2 separate regions of the Scylla paramamosain genome follow, and region 2 is linked to region 1. A link is a contact called in public Hi-C data. All regions are on one chromosome and are shown on one strand. Each heading gives the region's core, a stretch centred on a gene start, on an enhancer-like site or on the middle of the called end of the contact. The rest is flanking DNA. Distances are from core to core; before and after follow the strand shown.

Evidence for each region. Hi-C and Micro-C count contacts between places; a contact is called where the count stands out from the background.
Region 2: a contact with region 1 is called in a Hi-C map of testis, with 5 times the contacts expected there. The contact joins two enhancer-like sites. A contact is called at or near these places in 2 of 2 Hi-C or Micro-C datasets (muscle and testis).

The regions. Positions count from the first base shown.
Region 1 is chr18:22,064,715-22,072,115 of ASM3559412v1, reverse strand. The region is part of intron 4 of LOC135109284 (CCR4-NOT transcription complex subunit 6-like); the gene reads left to right. Among protein-coding and RNA genes, the nearest start is that of LOC135109281, 20 kb to the right of the region's middle. Within about 2 kb of position 2,740, the one cell type or tissue checked has an H3K27ac peak away from gene starts, as active enhancers do.
Region 2 is chr18:22,133,781-22,141,181 of ASM3559412v1, reverse strand. It overlaps LOC135109284 (CCR4-NOT transcription complex subunit 6-like), which reads left to right. Exons shown (of 13, transcript XM_064020579.1): 2 at 1,530-1,661; 3 at 1,931-2,117; 4 at 3,013-3,188. The coding sequence starts at 1,538. Among protein-coding and RNA genes, the nearest start is that of LOC135109284, 6.8 kb to the left of the region's middle. Within about 2 kb of position 4,526, the one cell type or tissue checked has an H3K27ac peak away from gene starts, as active enhancers do.

The sequences.
Region 1 (7,401 bases), core at 1,491-3,990:
TGGGTGCGGCCTTACCACTGCTGGGGTAGAGCTTCCTTTGTCCTATAAATGTCGTCTCCGATTCACTCCACTCAGCTAATGGGAACTAGAGCAAGCAGAGACTCGGTACTTCCCTGCGGCCTACACCGAAGACCATCTGAAGTAAACTACGTAGTTGTACTACGTAGTTGTTGAGGTACTACAGTGCTCAAACACACTTATAAACACTGAAAGCCGGCATTTTGGAGTCAGTCAGAGGCTCACACTCACACACTCATACTCTCTCGCACACAAGCATTGAGACTCATAGTGCCACAGACTAACATATAATCACACACACACACACGCACGTCCCAACACAAGTGTGCCTGGTCGTTTATTACAGTGCCTTATCGGAGGCTGCCTCGACGCGCCACAAAGTGAGGCAATAACAGAACCAGTAATTGAAGGACAGGCGGGGATGTGGTGAATAATTAGATATTTAATTAGATACTCCATGGTCTGGTTACGTGGATGCCAAGTTGGGCCTGGGGTGAGGGGGAGGAGTGCATGAGGGGACCACGAGGGCACGCCGCGGTCCACCTTTGTTTCGGGGTGATGGCGGCGGGGGCGTGCGTGGTCTTAAAGCGGACTGGCGTTCTTTATTTGGCCGAGGCGGGTGTGTTGGGGCAGCGCAGGGAGGGAGGAAAGGGTACCGGCGATTGGTGCCATACTGTGAGGTGCCACTGTTCAGAGGGAGTCTAGGCGATGCACGTGAGCCCTCCACACACACACACACACACACACACACACACACACACACACACACACACACACACACACACACACACACACACACAGAGAGAGAGAGAGAGAGAGAGAGAGAGAGAGAGAGAGAGAGAGAGAGAGAGAGAGAGAGAGAGAGAGAGAGAGAGCCGGCCAGCCAGCCAGCTAGCATTTAGGTAACGCCTTTAATTAAACGGTATCTTGTCTTCCTATAAAGAAAATAAATATACAAATCAGTAAATAAATACGAATCTCTTGGACTATCATCACGTGTGTGTGTGTGTGTGTGTGTGTGTGTGTGTGTGTGTGTGTGTGTGTGTGTGTGTGTGTGTGTGTGTGTGTATGTGTGCGCATGCATGTTACATTCCTATTACATTCGTCTTTATTCTATTGAAGGAATGATGAAATACGTGACTGCTTGCTTTGTGGAATGTGAGGCTTGCGTGCTGCGGAATGCGTTACCACATCACTGCCTGACTGACGAAAATATCCCTTGGCCTTCTGCGTAAATGAACAAGCGCGAGAGGAGATGCGCACGGGGAACCTTTCACGCAAACACACACAAACACACACCGGCACCAGACTCCTTAGATAGCGGAAGTCAAATTGCGTTCTGAGTTACGTTTCCTGCAGCAATTTAGACAGACCGCTGCACTTGGCGTCGTAAATCCTCGGCCTTTGAGATTGGCAGGGTTGGTTGGCCTTGTAAAGTGTTGACGCTGGTCTCATTTCACAGAGTTATTGCATTCACTCCCCCGCGCGTTAGTCATGCATGTGCAGCCACCACTTCAAGGATATTGATGTAAATGCGCTATTGATGACACACTGTACTAACACTGCTACCTGGCCATTATCTGTTATTATCTTGTATAGGGACACCTGGTAACCTACTTGTAATTCGCTTCCCTGCACGCCGCATTATTTGGACATGTAAATATGGAGTTGGTAGTTGTGAATATTTTATTTTTCTCTGCTTTTGAGTGAGAGGATGTGTGCAGAAAGGTAGGTAGGTAGGTTAGGTAGATGTATAGATAGATACTCGTTGACAAACAGACTGACAGAAGCATACAGGAAGACAAATATATAGATAGGCAGGTATATACATAGATGGATTCAGATTTAGATATAGATAAGTGGAAAAAAATATATATATAGAAAGAAAGAAATCACCAACACTTGTAGATGTTTCCTTTACGCAACATCTTGCTCAACAACATCAACAACAACAACAACATTACAACAACGACTAGTGTGACAGCCCATCCTGCAGTGCCCTTGAAACATTTGTTTTCAACCATCAGTCCACTCCGTTACGATACAACCAACACAGTGATAAGAGGCGTGTTGGCGGCGGCGATGCAGGTCACGGCCTTCCTTGCACGTTGTGTGAGAGTAAGGCACGGATTCTGAAACGCTTTGCTTTCCTACTACGATCATTTTCAAACACAGAGATGTTAACCGGGTTCTCATGACTGTTTCTCTTGTTGATGAAGTTGAAATCTTGATAACCTGTCAGTAGAACCGTATAAATACCCTTAAAATCCCTTATAACTTCAAGTACTAGATGCTATTGAAATTAGTTGAGGTGCTGCGCAGAAGTGTTTAAGAATTTGGTCCCCAGCGTGAGACCAACCAGCTTGATAGAGTTGCCTTCAAGCCGAGGTTCTTTCCCAGGCCACGCTGCTCTAACCTTCCCACAGAAAGTCTTAGGACCATATTCTGTAACACTTCTGCGTCGCACCCCCACTACTTTCAAAAGGCTGTGGTGCAAGTGACGCGGATTTTTAAGGTTATTCTTATGGTTCTTGTGACAGATTAACAAGATTTCTACATTATTAACAGGAAAAAGTCTTGAGAACCCGGCCAATCATCTCTGTGGGGTTTGAAAATGGTCGTGATGAGAGAGCAAAGCGTTTCAGAATAAGGTACCGAGTGTGAGACCGACCAGCATGGCAGAGTTACCTTCAAATCGAGGTTTTTTCCCACACCCTGCCACTCTAACCTTCCCACAGGCCTCAGTGTTATCAGCTGGGTATTATAGGCAGCGTGGCCGGTCCGCGCCAAGACTCGCAGCTCCTCTCAGCGTTACTCTGCTTCACGCCAGACTCCTTCCTGTCTAGCCATCCTCTTAGCCGGGTATTCCCAGCCACATGCCTCAGATTGCCTCCCTCCACAGCTTGTCTCCCATGCCTGACCTCCTTACCCAGATGCTACATTTTAGGGATGTTTCTTGCTTCCTCGGTGTTTGGTAATCAGCTTAATTGTTGTTGAGTGTAGTGTCTCTCTCTCTCTCTCTCTCTCTCTCTCTCTCTCTCTCTCTCTCTCTCTCTCTCTCTCTCTCTCTCTCTCTCTCTCTCTCTCTCTCTCTCTCTCTCTCTCTCTCTCTCTATGGGTGTGTGCGTGCGCTTGCATGCGTATTCTCGTGTTCTCTCAAGTTCAGATCCTGTTAAATCTTGCACACACACACACACACACACACACACACACACACACACACACAGTACTCTCTCCAGGGATGGGAACAGCTCGACCGTGGGTTTCCTAAAAGGCCGAACAAAGAGCGGCTTCGTTCTCCCAGAGTCTCCTACCTTTGTTATCATATGGTGGCCTTGGGTGCGCAGCGCGGCACGGGATGGATATGGCGGGTGCCAGCCTGGCGCGCGGGATGCCTGGTGCGCGGGTGTTGCTGACAAAGATTGGAGAGGAAGTGTGTCAGTTGGTGCGTAAGTCGGTCTGCATGTCAAGGCCACGATAATGTTATTTACCAAACGAAACACGCGCTCTCTCACCTGTCCTTATATCAGTTGTAGCAGAGATACCTCAGATGGTGCGTGGAGCCGCCCCCGCCACCAGCTCTGGCAACGCTAACAGCCAAAAGTGCCCCTCTATCGTGTAACGCCAGTGTTCCCGAAGTTGTTATGAAACTGTGCTGGACGGCTGTTCCTGTGCTGGTGTGTGGCGCTGTGATACTTGACTTTTCTATTGATGTCCACAAAGTGTTCATTCAAGAGTGTTGCTGATATCGCCAGCATGTTTAGCGCATACGGGTACCCTGTATTGGTGCCGCACACACAAGGCCCCTACCCACATTGCTGGACGCTTCCGCCATACTTTCCCTGCATGTCCCTGGGCTATCTCACAGGTGAGAACAACATTACCTTGGTGCTCCCATGAAACACTCAGGCACTCAACATAAGCTTGAAATACTCCATGTTGTTTTCTCAGCGTCTGTTTTTGAGTAAGAATTGAAGTCTTGTTTCTTTGCCCGAATATCTTATCAAAGTCATCATGAGGTGTGCGGTGGTCGTTTCATATCGTTAGAAAAAATGCATCATTGTTCCCTCGTGAATTTATCTTCAGGTGTATTATCAAGTGTGTAATGAGAAGAGGAAAACACAATCCCTGAGTGGTATTGAGTGTTGTTATCCTTTTAAGTCTTTCAGTACAATTGTCATTGTTGTGTTTATTCTTAAGCGCCAATTAGACATGGAAGCGAAAGAAGTCCAAGTGTATTGAAGGTTAGCTGATTGAAAACCTTTATTGGCTTTTTTTTTTTTTTTTTCCTTTTGAAACGAGAATTGGTCAGGGTCACTATTTGCTCTTTATAAGAAGATTGAAACACACACACACACACACACACACACACACACACTCGAAAAGAAAAAGAAAAAAAAAATTTGACTTTTGCCCTCTGCTCCACTCCATCAGAAAGAACAGACTACTTCTAACAAAGTCACGGTAAGTTAACGTAGTTCCCGAGGCGCCTTGACTGCTCCCCCCACGTCAAGGGGTTCAAGTGGCAGGAATGCGGGAAACAATAAGGCAGTGTAGTTCCAGAGTTGAGACCAGAAAGGAAGAAGTGAAGGAACGCAGCAAGAGGCGGAAGTGCAGATGCTGGAGGGAGGGAAAAACCTCAGTCTGTTATTAAAGGTCAGGGAGGGAGTAGTTCTGATGTGTGGAAACGAAGAGGGAGGAGAGGAAGATGAAATAATTATTGCTGTGAGGCGGAAGGTGAAAGGTTAAGAGGGAAGACTTAGCAGTGGGTGGAGAGGTGAGGATAAAAGAAAGAATAGGAAGTAGCAGCATTTGTTGATGGAAAGTCGGTAATGATGGATGAAGGTGGATAAGGAAACGTTTCTGTGGATGGAGAGATGATGATGAAAGAAAAAATAATAATAAAATGAAACGAAAAAATGTAGGAATGGATGGAAAGATGATGCGAAAAGGCTGATTAGTTGATTGATTGACTGATTGAATGAATGATTGAATACTACTGAAGAAACGTCGGGTTATTGTTGTTGTTCCTATTATTGTTGTTGTTGTTGTTGTTGCTGCTTTTATTATCATTATTCCAGACCATGAACTAATAATGTTCTCTTATTTATTTACAGGTAAGGATCTCGAGAGGAAGTTGAGACGTATATTGTTAACTGGCGAAACCGTGAGTTGGATTCACCACCGCCACCACCACCACCACCACCACCTTCAGTCATGTATCCCTAACTAACACCATCCACTCCATCTTATTAATTATCTCAGCTTAGTATGGATAACTGGGCAACAATATCTTCTCCATTAACAACAGTAATCACCCTCGGCTGTTAATCATAGTTTGGTTTTATCCATCATTTGATTTCCTTTGTTACAGTAATGAGCTCAGAAATAGTGCGAGATAAGTAGATTACACTTATCTTTGCATTGTTATTTGTTACTGATATTAATATTATTGCATGTTTAAAAGGAGGTTGGCTGCAGACTTCTGACACACACACACACACACACACACACACTTTAATTGCAGTTCCCTAATAAGTGAATAGAGAAAGGGTTCCAATCACTTACCTCACTTTATTTATGGACGTGTCTATATAGTCCTAAAATAGTTTATTGGGAGGTAGAAAAACATAATGAGAGAGAGAGAGAGAGAGAGAGAGAGAGAGAGAGAGAGAGAGAGAGAGAGAGAGAGAGAGAGAGAGAGAGAGAGAGAGAGAGAGAGTTCCAGTATTTGTTTGGCTTATGGCTTCGTTAATAAAATCGCACGTATTAAGCAGATCTTGAAATACTTGCTTCTTTTGTTCCACTTCTCAACCAGGAAACGCCTTGCATCCCCGTTCCATTTAAGTCCAGATTCTCAAACGTTTCGACGCCTTTTCTGGATAACTCGACGCCCCCACCGGTGGAAATTACTGTAAATGTTCAAGGGTGTTTTGAAGATTCTAGCGATAGTTAAGCAGAATCGGTATCATGGCCGAAGTGGAAGTTATTGTAAATTTTCTAGGATGGTCTCATGATTTTAGCGATAGTCTAGTAAAAAATCTGCATTATTTAGTAAACTCATTAAACGCCGACTAATCAACCCAGCTGCCTGTGAAAATAGTCCCTTTAAATCCCCAAAGCGTTTCAAAACCCTTAGCGTCGGTGAGCCAGCTTCTTTCTTCTGATGGGGAAGGAAAGAGGAAAAGGCTGAAGTAAACGGTGTTACCCAAGAAATTAATTAGTGTACTTCACGTTGAGCCACCGCTAGAGGGTCCTGAGGGGTTGGAGAAAGCCTCGCCCGCACTCACCATCTCCCTCTCGTTATTTCCGGGGCACCCTAACACGGTTTACTGTCACTTGGTACTACGGATGGTAAATATTCAGGATCCGCACACACCAATATAACGTTCACCAATCCATTCACCATTTACTCATCAACATCCACCCATCCATTCACCCACAGTCATAACTCCCTCCATATATCCACCGACTCACTCACCCACCCACCCACCTCTGTCTACGTAACATCTAAGCTGGTCTTTGTCACTAGCCACGTTAAAACAGGGTCGACCCAGTCTTACCAGTCTCGCGGATTTGTGACATGTTATGATCAAAATGTACTATTTTTCCTCCCTATGACACGTTTCATTGCTAAGACTCGCTAGGACCGCTTCGTGAATACGGTCCCAGGAGTGAATGGTGAACGGAAATAAAATGAAAATAATAAGATAAACGTGTGTGTGTGTGTGTGTGTGTGTGTGTGTGTGTGTGTTGCCATCTTTCATCAGGCAGGTGGTGATGGGTAAGTCAGTGGCTGTGTATTTAGGGATGTGTTGATGGGTAGATGCATTGATGGGTGGATCGAAGGCTGAGTGAGTGGATGATCGGATAGATGGGTGGATGGATGAATGGGTTGCAGGTAGGTGTATGGGTAGATGGGTGAATGGAAGGGTCATTGGGTTAGTAGGTGGATGAGAGGGTGAATGGTTGTGTGGATAGGTGGGTGGGTGGTTGGATGAATGGGTGAATGGATAGGTAGATGAATGGTTGGAGCGATGGGAGTCAGCGGTTGGATAGACGGTCAAGTGGATTATGGGGGTGGTTGAGTGTATGGGTGGCTGTGGTTAAGTAGTGTCTGGATTATGTTAGTGTGTGCGGATCCACGTGCTGTCTACACGAAGCCTGTAGTCGACGTCTGTGTGTAGAGACATTGTAAGGACCAAGTGGTTTGTGTACCAAGCGTTTTGAGTATCAGTCCTGAGGCCGACCTGTCTTGATCATCTGACCTGAGGCCTACATGACACGAGTACCATCCACCTCAGTACCAAGTGACTAGCTCCTCTCTAACGCAGTGGATCCGTCTTTGCCTGGCGGTTCAAGTGAGTCACTCGTGCCGTCGTC
Region 2 (7,401 bases), core at 3,277-5,776, 67 kb before region 1:
ACGAGGATAACCTCTGAAACGCGGTAACTGCGCTGAAGTACCACGCATGTAAGGGGTCTTTAAATAGTCATACTCACGGAAATAGTGGTTTGTTGTATTGCTATTGGTTAATGATAAATAGTGAAATGATATTGAAATTGCTGGTTTAGAAAGAGATAGAAAAAGGAATAGTCGACTAGGTTTTTGCAGTACAATATTTTTTCTCCATATGTTGGCTTGTGTTATATGGTAACTGAATAATAATAATAATGATATTTTTACATCACCATCAACCATACCCTTACCATATGGAACGAAGAACACTTAAAAATTATATACTTATGAACTGAACAGCACGCCAAGCAACATACCAGTCACTGTAAGGGCATGACTACTTCAGAAGTATGAAATAACTATGTAGATGGCCAACAGTCTAAAGCTCATATTTTAAACACTTTGAGAGCTGCTTTAATAAGGTATATTTTTCAAGTCTACAGAGATGACAAGCCAGGTTCTCATGAGTGCTATTTCTCTATTGGTTGTGTAAAATCTGGTTAAGGTATCAGCATCTTTGTAAAAGGCCAGCAGTCTTGCATGGGGGTAACCCAGACACTCCTCTCCTCCTCTCTTTCCTTTTGCTCACTCTCTCTCCCTCTAGTGGCCTCTTTCCCTTGCCCCTCTCCCTCTCCTCTCTCTCCTTGTTCCTCTCTCTCTCTCTCTCTCTCTCTCTCTCTCTCTCTCTCTCTCTCTCTCTCTCTCTCTCTCTCTCTCTCTCTCTCTCTCTCTCTCTCTCTCTCTCATATTCCTATAAAATGTGTGATTTAATACTATAATAATTACCAGTATAATGCTCAAGGTTAATAGATTTTTCTTTAGGTAGATGTTAGAGGTTATTACCCTTCATATGTATAGATGGTCAACCTATACACAAGGCATACCTTAAATATGGTAATCCAGTATAGCACCATTAGGCTGTGTTGTTTTGAACTTTGATCCTGCTTGGGTAATACAACATAGGAAATATTCAACTAGACCAGGAGTTTAGCATGCATTGAGTGCACATGTGTGGAGGACTGTGTCTTGGGGTGCATATCAGGAGCTACCTTGTACTGCCTAACTAGTCTTTAGCAGTTACTTATTTTCTTGTTCCATATTTTCTTATTGTTGCTTCTTCATAAGTGACACCAGACGTTGCCGGAATGAACCCATCCACTCCCCATTAGAGTTATGTAACTAACTTAACCTATCAAAATCTCAGGCCATCTTGACTCCCTTCTGTATTAAATGTAACAAAGCAGACTCCATTTATTGTGTTTGGTATGCATTCAGTTGGTGGGTTTGATTCTACCAGTACAGTCAGTGCAAGCTGAACAGCTGGTGTGGGTGACTTTCATGTTACATACAATGGTAACACTCTGTTGCTTTTACTTTAGGTGGAGAGATGCTGAGGCTGGAAGACATTGAATATATGGTTTCCAGCACAATGTGATGAACTTTTACACATTTTGGTGTATTATTGTTATTGTCACTGATGTAGAAATTTTTTACAGGGTGAAATATGTCAAGAACTCCTAAGGAAGGAAAGGAATCCAAATCACACAGGGTGCGGACGCACACCATTATGGGTCAGGAAGAGGTTGGTGCTGGCAAGAAGTCTTTCTGGCCAGAACTTGAGATAACAGGTAAGCAAGCCAGCTACTGTATAGCAAGTTGTACTGCAGATATTGATAATACAATATGCAATAGAAAACAGAAATAATGATACATTTTATTTGTCTTACTGCTCTGTGAATGCATTCCAATTAAGTGTTCACTATCTAGATGTGCAGGACTCTTAGCATGCACAAAACATTGTTTAAATTTTATATGATTTCTCTATGTTGATGATACATTATGTGATTAAGACACGAGATTCCACTGACTTGCTAATGTTTCTTTGATTTTTTTTCAGGAAATATTCGAAACATCAGTCCAGCAGTATGGTCCTTGCAGCACTTAACATCTCTGTACCTGAATGACAACTGTTTGTCTCGCATTCCTGCTGAAATTGCTCGTTTGGAACACCTAATGTATCTTGACCTGTCATGTAATAAAATCCGCAGCCTCCCAGCTGAAATTGGTGAATTAACTCGTCTCAGGTAAGATTAATTGCCCTTGAATTTATATTAAAATCACTCTCATCTCTTAGGGAATAGGGAGAGGGTAGATCCTCTCTGATCACACCTGCAGGAGGGTCAGTTTGCTTGTGTGACTCACCTAAATGCTTATGTGATTTTGGGGATCTGTCATCCCCCCGTAGATTTCCAGGAGCTGAGATGAATATCCATTTAGTTGTAGGTAATGTTCGTAAGTTTGTGTGTGTGTGTGTGTGTGTGTGTGTGTGTGTGTGTGTGTGTGTGTGTGTGTGTGTGTGTGTGTGTGTGTGTGTGTGTGTGTTTGTTTGTTTGTTTGTTTGTCTTGTCTTTGCTGGTCATCTTTACAGGGATGTCAGACTGTTTTATAGATAGAATATGCTTTAGTTACTGTATAATCTATCCCTCATTTGGCCTGGAGATTGGGCCAGATGCAGAGATTGGAAGTTGTTATAGTGCAGCAAGGATATACCTGACTCACCCAGCAGGTCCTACTTCAGAAATTGCTGGATATATTACACAACTGATCCTTATGCAGTGTGGTTTGGCACAAACTGGTCCTTTCTCCCCTACAGACCTAAGTGTAACCTAACATAACTTAAAGGTATGATGTGAGGGAATGTTTGTGTGTATATATGCAAATGCCTTGCCTCAGCTAGCTTTTAAGGGGGATGTGAGCTTCATATATACATAGATACCTAAATTATAATTGTGTAATGATTAGTGGATTAGTATTGCACCTCACTTATATTATTATTAATTTACAGACTTCCTGATCTAGTGGTGAATAGGATGTAGTAGTTAATCTATTGAATGTGTTGATTAATACGGTCTCTCATAACAGGTATGATTATAAATGACATGTGAAGTTTATTAAAGATACTTTGTTATTTTTTTTCAGGGAACTGCTGCTCAACAATAATCAGTTGCGTGTCCTGCCATACGAAATAGGCAAACTTTTTAATCTGCAAAATATTGGCCTCAAAGGGAATCCCCTCACCATGGAAATTCAAGCTGTTTATTCGGATAGCAACGGGACATTGAAGCTCCTTTCCTACATGCTGGACAACTTAGCAGGTAAGATTTCTGCTTGTTGGTACTGCAGTCTGGATGGAAACTTGTGTTGGTGATGACAGATTTGACAAGCAGGATAGGATAGAACAGTAAAGGATGTGAGTCACAAAGGAAGTTGCATGGTCCAGAAACAACTGGAGTAGACTACTTTATACATGACACCAATCTCTGATTTTGGGGAAACAGCTAAAGGAGAAGAAAGTCATAAGGATTTTCTTGTCATATTCTTGCATTGTGACGTGAGCAAGGGTGGTTCTTGGTTCTATCTTTCCAAGGGCCCCTTGAGGGAAGTGTGGCAAGGAGATCAAAGCATGCGACATTGTAAAAGCCTGTTGTAAAAGCACAGTCATTTACATATGGTTTATCTCGTTGAGGATACTTGGAAAGGTGTGTGGCAAGGTCTTAGTGAGAAATAGACTGGATGTAGAGTAGAAAAGAGTTGTGTAAATTAGTTCTTTGATGTGTGGAGGCTTAATGAGAAAAATGGTAGTAAAAGAGTTGGTAAGAAAGTAGTGGTTGTTGATGGTTGTATGAGAAGGAGACTGGGTGTTTTAGGTAAGAGTGAGGCCACTGTGTGTGTGTGTGTGTGTGTGTGTGTGTGTGTGTGTGTGTGTGTGTGAGCAGGATGCAAATGTGTAGAAAGAGAAAAGTTTCCATATTTGGTGGCATATAAGATGCTCTTCCCCATAGAAAATGCTATCCCTGATGCTTAATACTGTAGGCTGCTTTTACCCTAGGTAGTCGGTACTGTCTTGTCTGATGCAGTGATGATGTTATTTGCCTGAACCAAGCTATTATTATAGTCTCAATCTTTTGTCTGCCAAGGAAAAAGTTTTCTCAGATTGATTTTAAGTCTTAAACTTTTTGTAATTTCATTCTTAAGTTTTATGATTTAACAGTTTATTATATCATGTCATAGATGCACTTTGTACCACTGCCAAGTCCTGGAAAAGTGTAACCAAGGATAGTTTATACACAGCTGGCATAAACTGTATGCATTAATGTTTTCTGCTATTTCTAAAATGCTTTTTTGCAATATTTTCTGGTGCAGTTCATGTTTCATAATATGCTGCTATAGTAAATCTATTCTGTACTGAACATTTAGGTGTGGCCCCCTTGGAGATTCGGCTTTCTGCTTCCCTGCCAAATCTACTTGTCCTGCACTGCACCTAGGATGATCTAAGAATACCCTCGCCTTTCCTAAAGGTTCTCGATTGGCCCCATGATGGCCGTGCCTAAATGCTCAGGACAGAATAGATTTACTATAACTTGCTTTAAACATGCTTGAATATACTAAAAACATTTCCTGAGTATGCCCTGCTGAAATGGGAGTATGTACACCTAATGTGCCTGTTTGTGTTTTATCTTACATACCATCAAATATGGTAGTTTGTTGGAAAATATGGTTGGTGGGACTGTGGATTTGCTTATATGAAAGCTCCATGGGAAGCAAGAAAAGCTGTGGAGTTCTGATGTCTGATGTGTGACACAAGAAAGCCTAATTGATGGATGACGCATAAGTGTGCCAGTGGACTGATATGTGTAAAAGGGATTAGTGCCTTAAAAATGGAAATTGTTTTGAACATGATTTGGTATCACTTGCTAAGCTACTTCTGTTGTTGTGTTCCTCGACTCACACACAACCAGCATCATGCATTCACAGTTTTTGACCCCCGTACATGCCACAGGAGGGTGACCAAGTGTTATTGAAGGAATGCAAGACATAAAAGATGATGCTAATGTCAGTGGAACATTCATTAACAGTGTAGCAGGGGTAGTGCTGTGTGCATCAGCTGTGGCCACAGCCATAGCCAGTCAAGCAGATTCACACATTGGCCTGTGTCACTGCAGCCAGGGAGTTGGTATATTGCCCTCCTATCTTGACCCATGGAAGAACAGTGGTGCTTAAAATTTGGATTAATACCTATGTCAAGAATAATTATTAACTTTTGATTTTGGTTTTATGATTCCTGGTCAAATATTAAAGAGTTGTAATAATGGAAAAAAGAACAGTTTTCTTTAAATATCTCTATCCTGAGAGAATGTTTTTTTTTATCAAATGCCTGCCACTTGGGAATTGCTTGTTGTTAAGATGTCTTTAGTTTTGTTGTGCTCCTTAATCTTTGATTTCTCTTATGTATTCATGTTAAGCCATCATTATTCTCTGTTACTATTTTAGCACTCTTGAGTGTTGTTCCAGAACCTCACAAGATTCAAGGTTTCTCATTCATGGAGTTGGTAAAATGTACTGATTGTATCCTTCTCAAAATAGGAGAAGATTATTTTACAAATTGCTTTTTTTTGTATTCCAAAGCACTATCTCATTACTATTGTTCTTTTGATATTGATTGCTGTGGTTTAGGTGTGAGTTGTGATAAAAGAACAATATCTCAACTCTGGTTGTGTGGCTGCAGATCAGTATGTGTGTCTGATCAATTATGACTATGGCTAGAGCTGACTGATGTGCAGCTATATTTGCCTCATGCCATTAATTGATGCTGCCCAGTCTGTCCTTCGAATATGATGCTTGGCTCTTTTTAGAGAGTGCTTCTTGTCAGCCTTTTTTGACTGGGTGTGAACCTCTTAGGGGATGGCCTTCATTTACCCAAGCATCAAAAAACCAGTTGAAGACGCTCCATCTGTGATGCTGACGTGTGGACTGGGCAGAGAAGTAGCCATAGGGATTGGCTTTGCAAGTGTTGCCAAATCATGCTTAAAATTCCTGAGTATTTCTGTTTTATATAAGACAGAAATCTCTTTCACATATGTATGGATTATCCTTTGCTCTATTGACATGTAGATTGCTGCTTCACTGATCATTTAGGGATTGATAAAGATTATAAACGATTAAAACTAATCACTGATTGAACAGGGTAGTTTTTGTTTTGTGGAAGCTTCATTACAAGTAGTCGAAGTGATGATTGTCAGAGTTAGACATATTATGATCATTTACCTGAATGTTGCCAGTACTCTCTTCTAGAACTTCTGGCTAATAATAGGCATGAAAGAGAGCAAAGAGTGAAAATTCTACAGCATCTGGTTATTAGATGGGTTGACTGTACAATGGGAAGGTTGACCTTGCCAAGCCCCAGGGTTCTTGTCTCCACTTGTTGATGTTAAGTTGTAGGGGATTGTAGGAAGATTAGAAGGGGAAGTGCAAGGAAGTGAATGGGAATGTTTGTGAAAGGTGGAGGAGAAAATGTGAGGAATTTAAAATAAACAAAAAAAAATACCAAAAAAATAAGCTTGCAAGATGTGAATGGCAGGGCACTAACATGATCACCTTGGGAGGGCTGGTATAACGCCTGCTTGCCGGAGTGAGTGGTAGGGGCGTAGGTCACCAGGTGCTACACCACTGCTAAAGTAAGAGTGAAATTTAGGTTTACCAAGTAGAATTCAATCCACAAACACTGATAATGCCATTGGGCAGAACTTGCTGGTGACTGGCTGATGGAGTACATGCTTATGGTTGAAATAAAGGCTGTGTATAGGTGAGAGAGAGAGAGAGAGAGAGAGAGAGAGAGAGAGAGAGAGAGAGAGAGAGAGAGAGAGAGAGAGAGAGAGAGAGAAGAAAGAATGTACTTAAGTGAAGTTAGAAGAAAAAATAAATTAAGACTTACAAGAAACAATTCTGCAGAGAGAGAGAGAGAGAGAGAGAGCATTATATAAAAAATAAGGAAAGAGAACGTGCTTAGATGATATTAGAAGAAAAAGATAAATTAAGACATAAGAAACAATTCCTCAGAGAGAGAGAGAGAGAGAGAGAATTATGAACATTATATGAAAAAAAATGAGAGAACGTGCTTAAATAAAATTAGAAGAAAAAAATAGATTAAGACTTACAAGAAACAACTCCTCAGAGAGAGAGAGAGAGAGAGAGAGAGAGAGAGAGAGAGAGAGAGAATACATCGCGTTAATAAAAAAATGAATAAAAAAAAGTAGTGTGCAACAAAGGGACAGACGAAGGAAGCAGTAATGTGGCACCAGGGATAGAGTTACATAATTATGAGCTGCAGACAAAGCCGCAGGGGACAACTCCACATCGGCATCCCATATGGGGCTTCCCTAGAGAGTTGTGAGGCAGACGTGGTAATAATGATACTGAGAACAAGGGGTGGGGGAGGGGAATAATAAGGATAATTCAATGTGACCCCTTGTAATTGGCTCATCTTTTGAAATGCAGGAGATTAGGTTTTAGACTTTATTGGCCCATATT